Linked DNA regions of Xenopus tropicalis: region 1 is linked to region 2. Evidence: chromatin contacts called from public Hi-C data. All regions are on one chromosome and are shown on one strand. The core of a region is the stretch at or near the end of the contact, and the rest is flanking DNA. Distances in the headings are between cores, read along the strand shown. Region 1 has its middle 22 kb from the start of stx18. Region 2 overlaps msx1 (msh homeobox 1).

What was found. A called contact is a pair of places that touch in the nucleus more often than the background predicts.
Region 1: a Hi-C map of gastrula embryo shows a contact between it and region 2, with 1.8 times the contacts expected there. The contact joins two enhancer-like sites. A contact is called at or near these places in 2 of 5 Hi-C or Micro-C datasets (gastrula embryo and neurula embryo).

What each region holds. Positions count from the first base shown.
Region 1 is chr1:26,142,911-26,149,403 of UCB_Xtro_10.0, reverse strand. No RefSeq gene overlaps it. Among named protein-coding and RNA genes, the nearest start is that of stx18, 22 kb to the left of the region's middle. Within about 2 kb of position 2,538, at least 1 of the 11 cell types and tissues checked has an H3K27ac peak or open chromatin away from gene starts, as enhancers often do. A contact at or near this core is called in gastrula embryo, where this site is marked.
Region 2 is chr1:25,964,946-25,970,737 of UCB_Xtro_10.0, reverse strand. msx1 (msh homeobox 1) reads left to right here. Exons shown (of 2, transcript NM_001037252.1): 2 at 364-1,505. The coding sequence ends at 788. Among named protein-coding and RNA genes, the nearest start is that of msx1, 4.6 kb to the left of the region's middle. Within about 2 kb of position 3,552, at least 3 of the 11 cell types and tissues checked have an H3K27ac peak or open chromatin away from gene starts, as enhancers often do. A contact at or near this core is called in gastrula embryo, where this site is marked.

The DNA.
Region 1 (6,493 bases), core at 1,289-3,788, 180 kb before region 2:
GCGTCCCCCAGGGCCTCGCATCCTCCAGCTCCCCCACGGCACCCCCAGCATTCTTCAGCTTCCCCCAGGGCCCCCAAGCACCTTCCATTTCCCCGTGATGTCTTCCTCTCTGTGCCGCGGCTCCCAGCTGCTTCTGTGCTTTTATAAGGTTGCGCCCTGTGCGCGTGACGTCAGTACGCACGGGCGCAACCTTATAAAAGCGAGGATGCGGCAGAGAGCCGCGGTACAGAGAGGAAGACAGTTCGCCGTATAAGACGCACCAACTTTTCCCCCCCAGTTTTGGGGAAGAAAAAGTGCGTCTTATATGGCGAAAAATATGGTATATCGTAACCTTAATACATATTGAATCAGTAACATTGTGCGTATCCGCTTTTGCTGTTTAAGTTATTTCTCATTTTTATTGGGTTCGGTAGATTGCATAGTGAGAGTTAGTATATTAGATGGGGTAGAGATAAAGTATGGGCTGGGTGGGAATAGAAGGAGTAAAGAAGTGGTGAGTATTTATGTTTTAAGCGCTAAACTCGCATTTTAAGAAATCTGCCCCTAAGACTGTGAAAGTGCTGACTGCCGCTATAAGTAATCACAGCTGTCACATGTAGGTGACAACTAGGCTTCTGTCCATTCCATCCCCTTAGCAGACAGTTAATTGCTGTGTGATCACTGTCTGATCACTAAAACTGCTTTGTGATCACTGTGTGATCCATAATTCTGAGTAGCAATCACTCTCTGGTGACATTTTAGGGTAGTGTCACGCTGATTGACTTCCTAGCAGCACTAAGGCACAAAATCATGTGCATCCCTGGCTATACCATGAGAGTCTTTAGGATTTAGCTTAAAACATTTTGCATAAAAGAACTTGCAGTCGGATAATCTCATCTTTGTATTCCCATCTCTCTCTGATATTACAGTAAAGATATTGGATGGCCACGGAGCAGCTGATCACAAACAATAGGGAGACACCTTATGACAACACTGTGTTTGTATATTATTGTTTATACAGGTATGGGACTCATTATCCAGAATGCTTGGGACCTGGGGTTTTCCGGATAAGGGGTCTTTCTGTAATTCAGATCTCCTACCTTAAGTTTATTGAAAAAATTATTTAAACAGTAATTAAACCCAATATGATTGTTTTGGCTCCAATAAGAATTCATTATATCTTAGTTGGGATCAAGTACAGGTACTGTTTTATTATTACAGAGAAAAGGGAATCATTTAACCATTAAATAAACCCAATAGGATTGTTCTGCCCCCCAATAAGGGGTAATTATATCTTAGTTGGGATCAAGTACAGGTACTGTTTTATTATTACAGACAAAAGGGAATCATTTAACCATTAAATAAACCCAATAGGGCTGTTCTGCCCCCAATAAGGGGTAATGATATCTTAGTTGGGATCAAGTACAGGTACTGTTTTATTATTTCAGACAAAAGGGAATCATTTAACCATTAAATAAACCCAATAGGATTGTTCTGCCCCCCAATAAGGGGTAATTATATCTTAGTTGGGATCAAGTACAGGTACTGTTTTATTATTACAGACAAAAGGGAATCATTTAACCATTAAATAAACCCAATAGGGCTGTTCTGCCCCCAATAAGGGGTAATTATATCTTAGTTGGGATCAAGTACAGGTACTGTTTTATTATTACAGAGAAAAGGGAATCATTTAACCATTAAATAAACCCCATAAGGACTGTTCTGCCCCCCAATAAGGGGTAATTATATCTTAGTTGGGATCAAGTACAGGTACTGTTTTATTATTACAGAGAAAAGGGAATCATTTAACCATTAAATAAACCCAATAGGACTGTTCTGCCCCTAATAAGGGGTAATTATATCTTAGTTGAGATCAAGTACAGGTACTGTTTTATTATTACAGAGAAAAGGGAATCATTTAACCATTAAATAAACCCAATAGGACTGTTCTGCCCCCAATAAGGGGTAATTATATCTTAGTTGGGATCAAGTACAGGTACTGTTTTATTATTACAGAGAAAAGGGAATCATTTAACCATTAAATAAACCCAATAGGACTGTTCTGCCCCCAATAAGGGGTAATTATATCTTAGTTGGGATCAAGTACAGGTACTGTTTTATTATTACAGAGAAAAGGGAATCATTTAACCATTAAATAAACCCAATAGGGCTGTTCTGCCCCCAATAAGGGGTAATTATATCTTAGTTGGGATCAAGTACAGGTACTGTGTTATTATTACAGAGAAAAAGGAAATCATTTTTAAAAATGTGAATTATTTGATTAAAATGGAGTCTATGGGAGATGTACTTTCCGTATTTCGGAACATTCTGGATAATGGTCTCCGGATAAGGTGTACGACCTTTCCCTCTGTTATTTATAACGTGGTATCAAAATAAAGATTTTAATTGAATTTTGGACTAACGCAAAACCTTGTTTTCCTTGAAGAGAACCATAAAAATGGGTCATGTGGATGCAATAAACAGTACAAAGGTGATCCCTGAGGCCAAAACTGAAAACATCCCTAGTCTTTCATGTGCAAAATACCCCCCTTAGTTAAGGTGCTAAGAAAGAATAGATCACATGATACCCTGACTCTTTGCCTGCTGTCCTTCTGACAATATTTACTAACCCTGGCTTCCCTTTTTTATTCCTCTGCCAGACTAATATGAGCTGCCTCTTTCTTATTGAAATGATTCCATAAAAACCCAGCCCACGGACTGACACTCAGCCACAAAGAAGAGTCACAGAGAGTCCTATGGACAAAACCCAGGGTATAGTAGTTACTGCCCACAGCACCAGCAGTGGTAAATAACTTTTTAATTATTTAGGGGAGAGCCATCTGTACAGTGACAGAAGTGTCCTGAATGCCGCAACTAATGGTTACAAAAAGAAAGGGAAAAAAAAGTAATTAAAGGAGAAGGAAAGGCTAAATCACTGGGGGGTTGCCGGGAAAAAAGCCAGCATTTTTGTAAAGTTCAGCTTTTCACTTCACTGCACATGTGCGACGACCAAAGGAAGAAAAAGGGGCGCTCGCTTGCGTACACCCCGGCCAGTGCAGTTTTCTCCTAACAGGAGCACCGGCTGGGGGTTTCAGGTAAGCGATTACAATGACTGAGGGGTGGCTAACATTTTGGCACCCCCCACCGATTGTAACGTTCCTTCACCTTTAACAGAAAGAAATCAATGTGAAATTTAATAATTGACACAGGTGTGGGACCTGTTATCCAGAATGCTCAGGACCTAGGATAAGGGGTCTTTCGGTAATTTGGATCTCCATACCTTAAGTCTGCTGGAAACCATATATAAACATACATTAAACCCAATAGGATCTCCTGTGGTCCATTGCCCTTAAATCACATGCAGAACCCCTATAACCAAAGCAGGCCATACACCTTTAGAACCCTTTATTTGGCGTGGTCTCTAAACAAACAGATCTTTGGCTAATATGGGCACCTATGTGCTGGGTCACATTGGGTTGGTCTGATAGTTTGGCCAATGCAGGCCATTGGGGGAGGACTTTATCAGTGCCCAATGCAGTCCTCACACCTGCCTGATAGATACCTGATTGATATTTAGCCAGATATCTGTCGGGGAGGGCAGGTAAGCTGCCAACTCAAAATCGGTCAAAATGGCAGCAGGGTTGCCAATGGCTGTTATTTTAATGGCCAACCAGTAAATATTAGATTTGATCCCAATGTTATGAATATGCAGTACTAACAAAATCTAACTTGCCTTGGTAGTAATCCTTGTTAAATATTTATTGGGGAATTTTCATGATTTCATAATTTCATATTATTTATTGAATTTGTATACTAAGCCATAGAGCACTGCATTATGGCAAAGGATAAGTTCTCATATTCTAACATTATACTCAGCATGATGAAGGATAATTGAAAGTGAGGTTCACAAATATTTTGCATAATGTATAAAAGAGAGCCTATAGCAGTAGTGGTCTGGAAAGTGGGTGTGGTCACATCCAGTGGTTGGGATTATGATGGAAGGAAGATGTCTGTACATATAAAGCAGTAGTGGTGTATTGTGGTGTTGTATGAATATGGCCGCACTGGCTAGCAGGTGCTGTTTTGTATATTATTAGGGACCAAACAATCAGCACTAGAGCAGAGGGACACAAGCCCAAGGGGGATTGGAGAGATCTTTCAGCCTAACAATAGAGCAGGTGCTGGCTGTGGCCTGCACTGATGGTGCTTGCAGATTTGTATGGTAAATCCCAGGGCAATTTTTCTATATAGGCACCTGAGGGCCTGTTCCTATGGGCAAAACCAAATACACAAGGACATGGCTGCAGTGAGTAATTTTGGGGCACTGTACAAGTAATTTGCCTGCCCCGCACACCCATCCTCCCCCTACCACAGCACAGTACCAAAGGTTTTAGATCAGGTCAGGCTACAGGTGCTTACTGACCCAAAAGAGTTCCACTGCCCTAAACATAGCAGCAGCAGCCCAGTCCTGATGTTCGGATTGAGCTCTATGGCAGTCCACTAAACCTTCACACCAGTCAATTGCAGGCACTTTTTCATGTGTCCTACATGTGGGGAGTCAAAATGGGTGCTGGTTGGACCAATAAGATTCAGCCTTCAGAGAAGCTGAATTAAAACGGTCCAGGTCCATCCTGCTCTTAGTGCACAGCAGAGCCTAACTGGCAATGTAAATTTCAGCACTCATTTGCTCCTACACATGTCCCACTGCCCTGACCCACCTGGTAACCAGACATACCTATGGCCAGAGTCCATTCACCTGAATGTCCCAGAAGCATACAGAAGTCCAGAGAAATATGAATTAATACAAACCTGTATCTTGTGTAATGGCATTTCTGTGCCTATTATTGTTATTTCATGGAATCCGCAAAATGTGGGGTTAGACTGGCAGTTTCAGTGGTAAGTCAGCGTATCTAATGCATAATTATTAAAACAAAATTTGTATGTGACTTAAAATTTTAATGGGATTATATTAAATGAATGGGTTAAGGAGGGGAATCTAGGAGTCCAAACTTAATTGGAATTATGTGATGGGGAATGAATAACTGGCGAGACAGGTGTCTTTTTTGAAACTCTAATAACTATGTAAAAGTGACTGTTCAGAGTTGACTCAGGAGTAATAGGATTTCTACCTTCCTTTGAGGTATTTGCCTGATTGTTACTCCACAACCTGATAGTGGCGCCCAATGCTAATATAACCACCCAACTACTCCCAGACAGCTTTCTTAATATGATGCTGGGTGTAAATAACTACTTTTTTATTTAAAGGGCTTTTCATAAAAGGGACAAGGGTTTGCCCTAGTCCTGTAACCCATAGCAACTCATAGTAACTCAAGTCAACTTTTAATACTATGTAGGCAGCACTATTCCAAGACAGCAATTGGTCCTCATTCTTTGTCATTTTTGAATTACAGCTTATTTTTATTTTGTTTCTGCTGGAATTGGGACTGCTGATTGGTTGCTAGAGCCAAATCACCCTAGCAACCAGACTTCAGTTTAAAAGATGAATACAAAAGGGCCTGAAAATAAAAGAAGAAATAAAAAAAGAATTAAAATAAAATGTAAGCCTTTTGTTTTTTTGTTACCAAGGTCAGTGACCCCAACAATCGGATGGCATTTTCAGTTGGAAAATAGGTTGGAAAGAAGACCAATAGACCTATAATGACCTGCAGGAGAAGATGAGTGCCTTGCAGTGATGGGGTCCTGAGTTCAGTTCTGGCCTGGGCGCTATCTGCAACAAGTTTGCATGTTCTCTCCACATCTGTGTGGGTTTACGCCGGGCCCAGATTGGCAATCTATGGATTCTGGCAAATACCAAAGGGGCTGCTGTAAGATTGACACTCACTATTTATTGGACTGGCAGGGGGCTGTTTTGGGCCTCTGTGTACTTGAAATGCCTATTTTGAATCCCATACAGTCCTGGTTTCCTCAGGGTTCTTTGGTTCCCACCCACACTCCAAAACCAAACACAGCAGGTTAACTGGCTCCTGAAAAAAAATAACCATAGTGAATGGGATAGGGACCTTAGATTTGGACAATGGATAATGTGAATATGTTTGCTCTATATATATAACAAAAAATAATAACAAAAAGGCAAACATGTTAAGTTAAATTCATTTTATACGCACATTTATGGATGCTACTGGTGAATGTACTCTTGCACAGGGGGGTAGCTTTCATATCAGGTGTAGATCCCTTTAATGACTCCATGCCATCTGTATGGATCTGTATGGAGACTGTTGAGGGTGTTTTGCAAATAATGAGGGACTATGTTCTTCTCCCTCTCTCTGTCACTTTCAGTTGTGGCTAACCCGCTTGACCTATGTGATCAGCATTCCTTCACAAAAACATTCTAATTAATCCCTTAAGCAAGACGCATGGGCTTGGATGTCACCAGAAAATCAGGTTTTCTAAGTCATTTTAAAGGAGTCATTACACAGGTCATCAGTCAGGTCAATACGTTTAAAAAAAAAAAGTCAATTTCAACAATCTTCTTTATAATCTTCCTATGATGTGA
Region 2 (5,792 bases), core at 2,303-4,802:
TGACTGCAAATCATTATGATTTCGTTAAAAAAAGAAAGCCCCGTATAAATATGGTTTATAGCAGGTCTGTCCATCCTGTGAGCCTCCAACTGAACTACAATTCCCACCTCAGTTTTAAAGGATTGCTGGGAGATGTAGTTTTAACAACAGTTGGAGCAACATTCTGTACGTCCTACATGAGTTTGTGTTGAAGTGGGAATGAGCCTAAATGGATAGGAATATAATAGTCGGGACTGTAAAGAGTCGCAGTAGTGGCTTTTTATTGAATCTATTACTCTCGCTGCTTATGTGCCAGTAAATGTAGCCAGGAGCCAGGACTTGTCTGTTTACTAACGTTATTATTTTCCCTCTTTTGAACTTTAGGAAGGATGAGTCCCCCCGCCTGCACTTTGAGAAAGCACAAAACCAACAGAAAGCCCAGGACCCCCTTCACTACATCCCAGCTGCTGGCCCTGGAGAGGAAATTCAGGCAGAAGCAGTATCTGTCCATAGCCGAGAGGGCAGAGTTCTCCAGCTCCCTCAACCTCACAGAGACCCAAGTGAAGATCTGGTTCCAGAACAGGAGAGCCAAAGCCAAAAGACTCCAAGAAGCAGAGTTGGAAAAGCTCAAAATGGCTGCCAAACCCATGCTCCCCCCTGCATTTGGTATCTCCTTTCCTCTTGGGACTCCAGTACCCACAGCCTCCTTGTATGGGACCTCCAACCCTTTCCAGAGGCCGGCTCTGCCAGTGTCTCCTATGGGACTTTACACAGCCCATGTTGGATACAGCATGTATCATCTCTCCTAAGACTTGGTCGCACTCCATTGGGACTATGGGCAAGAAGACTTGAGTGAATTTTCTGTGCACCCCTATATTTTTTCACTATTTATGAGTTCCTAGGGAATTGAATTGTAGAAATACTATGTCACTTCAATATGCCTATTGTTGTCATCTTGTTAGCTGTGTCTAATTAGTAGTCCATGAGTTTCAGGTGTCAACCAGCTTCCCAAGCCCTAATTGGGCAGCCTTAGTGCTATCCCAGAACCGAGGGAATATCTGTAACATTGAAAGCATCCACTGCTTCAGGAGTTATCCCAGATTGCATGGAAAGGCTTCCCAGCAAAGGTGGTGAGCAGTGTAAATATATTATAATATGGTACAAGCAGGATTGGGAGCTTAATCGATTTGCTGCAGAAGGGATCAGTAGTCCCCTGACCCAAACTGGGGTAAGGATAAATAGCTTAATTTGGGGTGGGACCTGCTGCTGTGTAACTTTAGGTTTGGGGAGCTTGGCACCTCCACAGAATGACAAGATTGATAAAGGGAGTAAAATATCTCTTACATATAAGAGATACATGTAATATAGTATTGAAACTTTCACTTAACAGCACTGTCTGTTTGCGTTTCGTTATTGCAATAATCCCTTTGGAAGGGATTGTATGTAATATGTAATATATTGTATATTTGAAATTTATTATCATTTATATTATAGTTATATTTGTTAAATAAATTAATTTTAATGCATTTCGTTCGGATTCAAACGTTTGTGTTTTTTATCACCTCGCACCAGCACACATATAGATATTATATGCGATTTGTTTGAATTTCTTTTTTAACAGTTAGCGAACCAAAACTCATAGACTGGGCACACAAACAGCTCTTTGGTTTATACGCAGATAAACAGAATAAGGAAATTGGACACAATATATATTTATTCACTGTATATCGAAGCAGTTCCTATAAGTAATGGTATATCAATTAACGATATCTGTGACGATATCTTTTTCAGCTATTTTATATCTGGAAGGGATTACATAGAGCTGGAGTAGTTATACACAACTACACTATATATGAACTTTATATATCTACTTAACGAATTCGATTGAAATATTATGTGTATACAAACATATTGTTTAGATATTAGTATTAAATATAGCGATTGCGTTTTACAGGACGAAATAGAAAGACAAAATACGAATATATAAAAGACAAGGACAGAGACTTTTTTTTTTTATTTTTTTTGGGTAATAATAATTTCTAACAAATAATAAGCAACACGATTTAGTAGCAGTTGATCAGAAAAGAAGAGGAAAATAATTTTGCCTAGAAACACTTATGTATTGTTCGAGTCGTTTCAGATCATAGGAAATTGTATTAAAAAAACGACTTTGCTTAAGGCATAATGAAAAAAAAGAAATGTTTTGAGGCCAGGGAGAGAGATCTGACCATGACAACCCCAGTCTGATTTAGGTTGGCGCCTGCAGAGCTAAAACTGGGCCCCAAATTCTCCAAAAGTGGAGTTTGCAGCCTTGTGGTTTTAATCACCTCTGATGATGCAGTTAAAGCTGTCAGAATCCCCCCCAGAGAAAATAACAGGAGGCTTCTAAGCCTGGACTTTAGGGAGCCAAGTTCTTGTAAGATACCAGAGACGCCAGCATAATAGGAGTTAATGCTGCTGTCTATTCCACTCTGCTGAATCAGGCAAGGGAAGGGGGGGGGGGGGGGGGTAAATAGTTTCAGGACCCTGGGAAATAGAAGGAAAATACAGAACACAGTTACACGCCATGTACATAGCAACACACACAGCACCGACGCAACAGTTTCAAAAACAGTTTTAGGAATAATTCATACATATATACAGTTAATACAACATTGGCAGCGGATTTAAAGAGATCTCTTGATGTAATTGCTATTAAAAGATGTATTTGTTGTCAGCGTCAGACTCTTGCAACAAAGTAGCAGATCGCCTCTCCTGGTCAACGTTAATCAGCTGACTTCTGCTACATTGTTCAGGAGTCAGAGCCAGCAATGCAGTGGGTAGAAACAGTCAACCATATGTTGCATTTAATAGCAGTTACACTTATAAATGTATATTGGAAAGTCGCTTAGGATTTTTTATTTATTATGCGCAACACAAGCCTCCGGAACAGTAAATACTTTATACGCAAAAGAAGTGTCTATTTTTTCATTTTTTTGTACAACAGCCTTTCTCTGTAACACGCACTATTCCCAGACCCCGACTCAGTGTAACCGACCCATAGAAGGGTACAGTGTAACTATAAAGGATGGAATTGTTTCCAGTGAATACATAGCATTTCGTGACTCTGTATGTGCTGAAGTTGCGCCAGAATGTGCCCGTTGCAGGGGCTCCATGGGAAAGATGCGAGGGGCCCCAATCTGGCCGGTGACGTTGCTGGGAGTTTGGAGCAGAGACAAAGTAATTGCTGTAATGAGTCAGGCTGCTGCAGACAGAGCGACAGGCTCCAGTGTGGCTGTAGCTGGGGGCAAAGCGGAACTGCTCCCATCATCCCAGTAATATCAATAACTCGGCACCCAGGGGCCACTTCTCCCTGGGAACACAAACCGCGGTGGCCACTGGTTTAACAGCAGATCTTTTCTCCCGGCTAATGACTGCGCTGCCGACACTCGCCTCCCCATCAGCAGCCTGTTTGTGTGTCTGTTTGTGTTGGTGTAAGTGGCTCCCAAAACAAACACACTGATAGCCAGGCTCTAGGGGCCACAGCCCTGTATGGGTGTCTCCTCTGCCCGCTGTCTGGGGCTTCTCCCGGGCTGCAGATTGCATCTCCTACCAAATACTGACTTGGGAGAGACCCAGGGGAGGATCAAAAGACAGAAGTCAAAGGAGGGTCCCCAGGCCAGAAACTGCTTTTATGTATTGTTTGTGCTTGTCACACACCTTTCTCCTGTCCCTACACCGGCTGGGGGCTAAACATCAAAACTTCTCTGTTTCCCCCAAAATTAATATTTCAAGTATAAATGTATTATATTAAAGCGCCAATAAAATAATTTGTCATATCCACATAAATACAAACTCTCACACATTCAGGATTATACTAACCCCCTGACAAACTCACACAAATATAAATACTCACAAACACACTGCCCCGTATAAAACTCACTAAAAGACATACACACACACACATACACACACACACACATATACACACATATACACACATATAAAGACATACACATACATATACACACATACACATATAGACACATATAAAGACATACACACACATATAAATACACATATAAAGACATAAACACAAATATATATATAGACATATAGACACCTATAAAGACACACATACACACACACACACAGACACACATATAGACAAATATAAAGACACACACACACACACACACACATACACACACACACATACACACACACACACATATAAAGACATACACACACACACACACACACACACATATACACACATACATACACACACACACACACACACAGACACACATATAGACACATATAAAGACACACACACACACACATATATACACACACGCACAAAGACACACATATAGACAAATATAAAGACAAACACATAGACACATATAAAGACATACACACACACACATATATACACACACATATACACACATACATACACACACACACACAGACACACATATAGACAAATATAAAGACATACACACACACATAGACACATATAAAGACATACACACACACACACACATATATACACACGCACAAAGACACACATATAGACAAATATAAAGACATACACACACACATAGACACATATAAAGACATACACACACACACACACATATATACACACGCACAAAGACACACATATAGACAAATATAAAGACACACACATAGACACATATAAAGACATACACACACACACATATATACACACACACACAAAGACACACATATAGACAAATATAAAGACACACACATAGACACATATAAAGACATACACACACACATATATACACACACATATACACACATACATACACACATACGTACACACACACACACAGACACACATATAGACAAATATAAAGACATACACACACACACACACACATACACACATACATACACACATATATACACACACGCACAAAGACACACATATAGACAAATATAAAGACACACACATAGACACATATAAAGACACACACACACACACATATATACACACATACATACACACATATATACACACACGCACAAAGACACACATATAGACAAATATAAAGACATACACACACACACACATATACACACACACGCACAAAGACACACATATAGACAAATATAAAGACACACACATAGACACATATAAAGACACACACACACACATATATACACACATACACGGTAATACTCACACACATACCTAAACTCACACAAAGGCAGACACACACTTACATACACTCAGTGTGATGCTAAAGGACACACATATACAAAGAGACAATCACACATGATATGAGAATGATTATATATGGCTGAGAGTCGCTGACCCTGTGGAGCTGCAGCTGCTGGCCTTGGTGCCAGTGGAAGGGTGGGGTAGCCCCTGGGCTACAAGTCCCCGGTTGCTCAATTACCCCCAGATGAGGACAATTAATAAATAGGCGCTGACAATAAGTTGGGGATCACACGGTTGAGCGCTCCATCTCAATAGGGAAAGGCTCACACAAGGGAGCAGAAGGGGGGCCCGGCCGGCTCTATAGAGGGGGGGGGGGGCTGCCTTTTCTCTCTGTTCCTGCCTCAGGCTCCGCACAAAATAAAAACTCACTTTTGTCTCCTTTTGTTGTGTCAGGGAACTCACGGTAGTTGCAAGTGAGAATGGGGGGAGTTTGCCTTTTAACTTGTGGGTGATGGCGCCAGCCTGCCAGTGGGATAGGGAATGACCAGAGACCCCCATGCCCCCCCCCTTCCAATCACTGCTTCTCCCAGGGGAAAGTTACTGCACACTGGCACTGAGACACAGAGAGAGT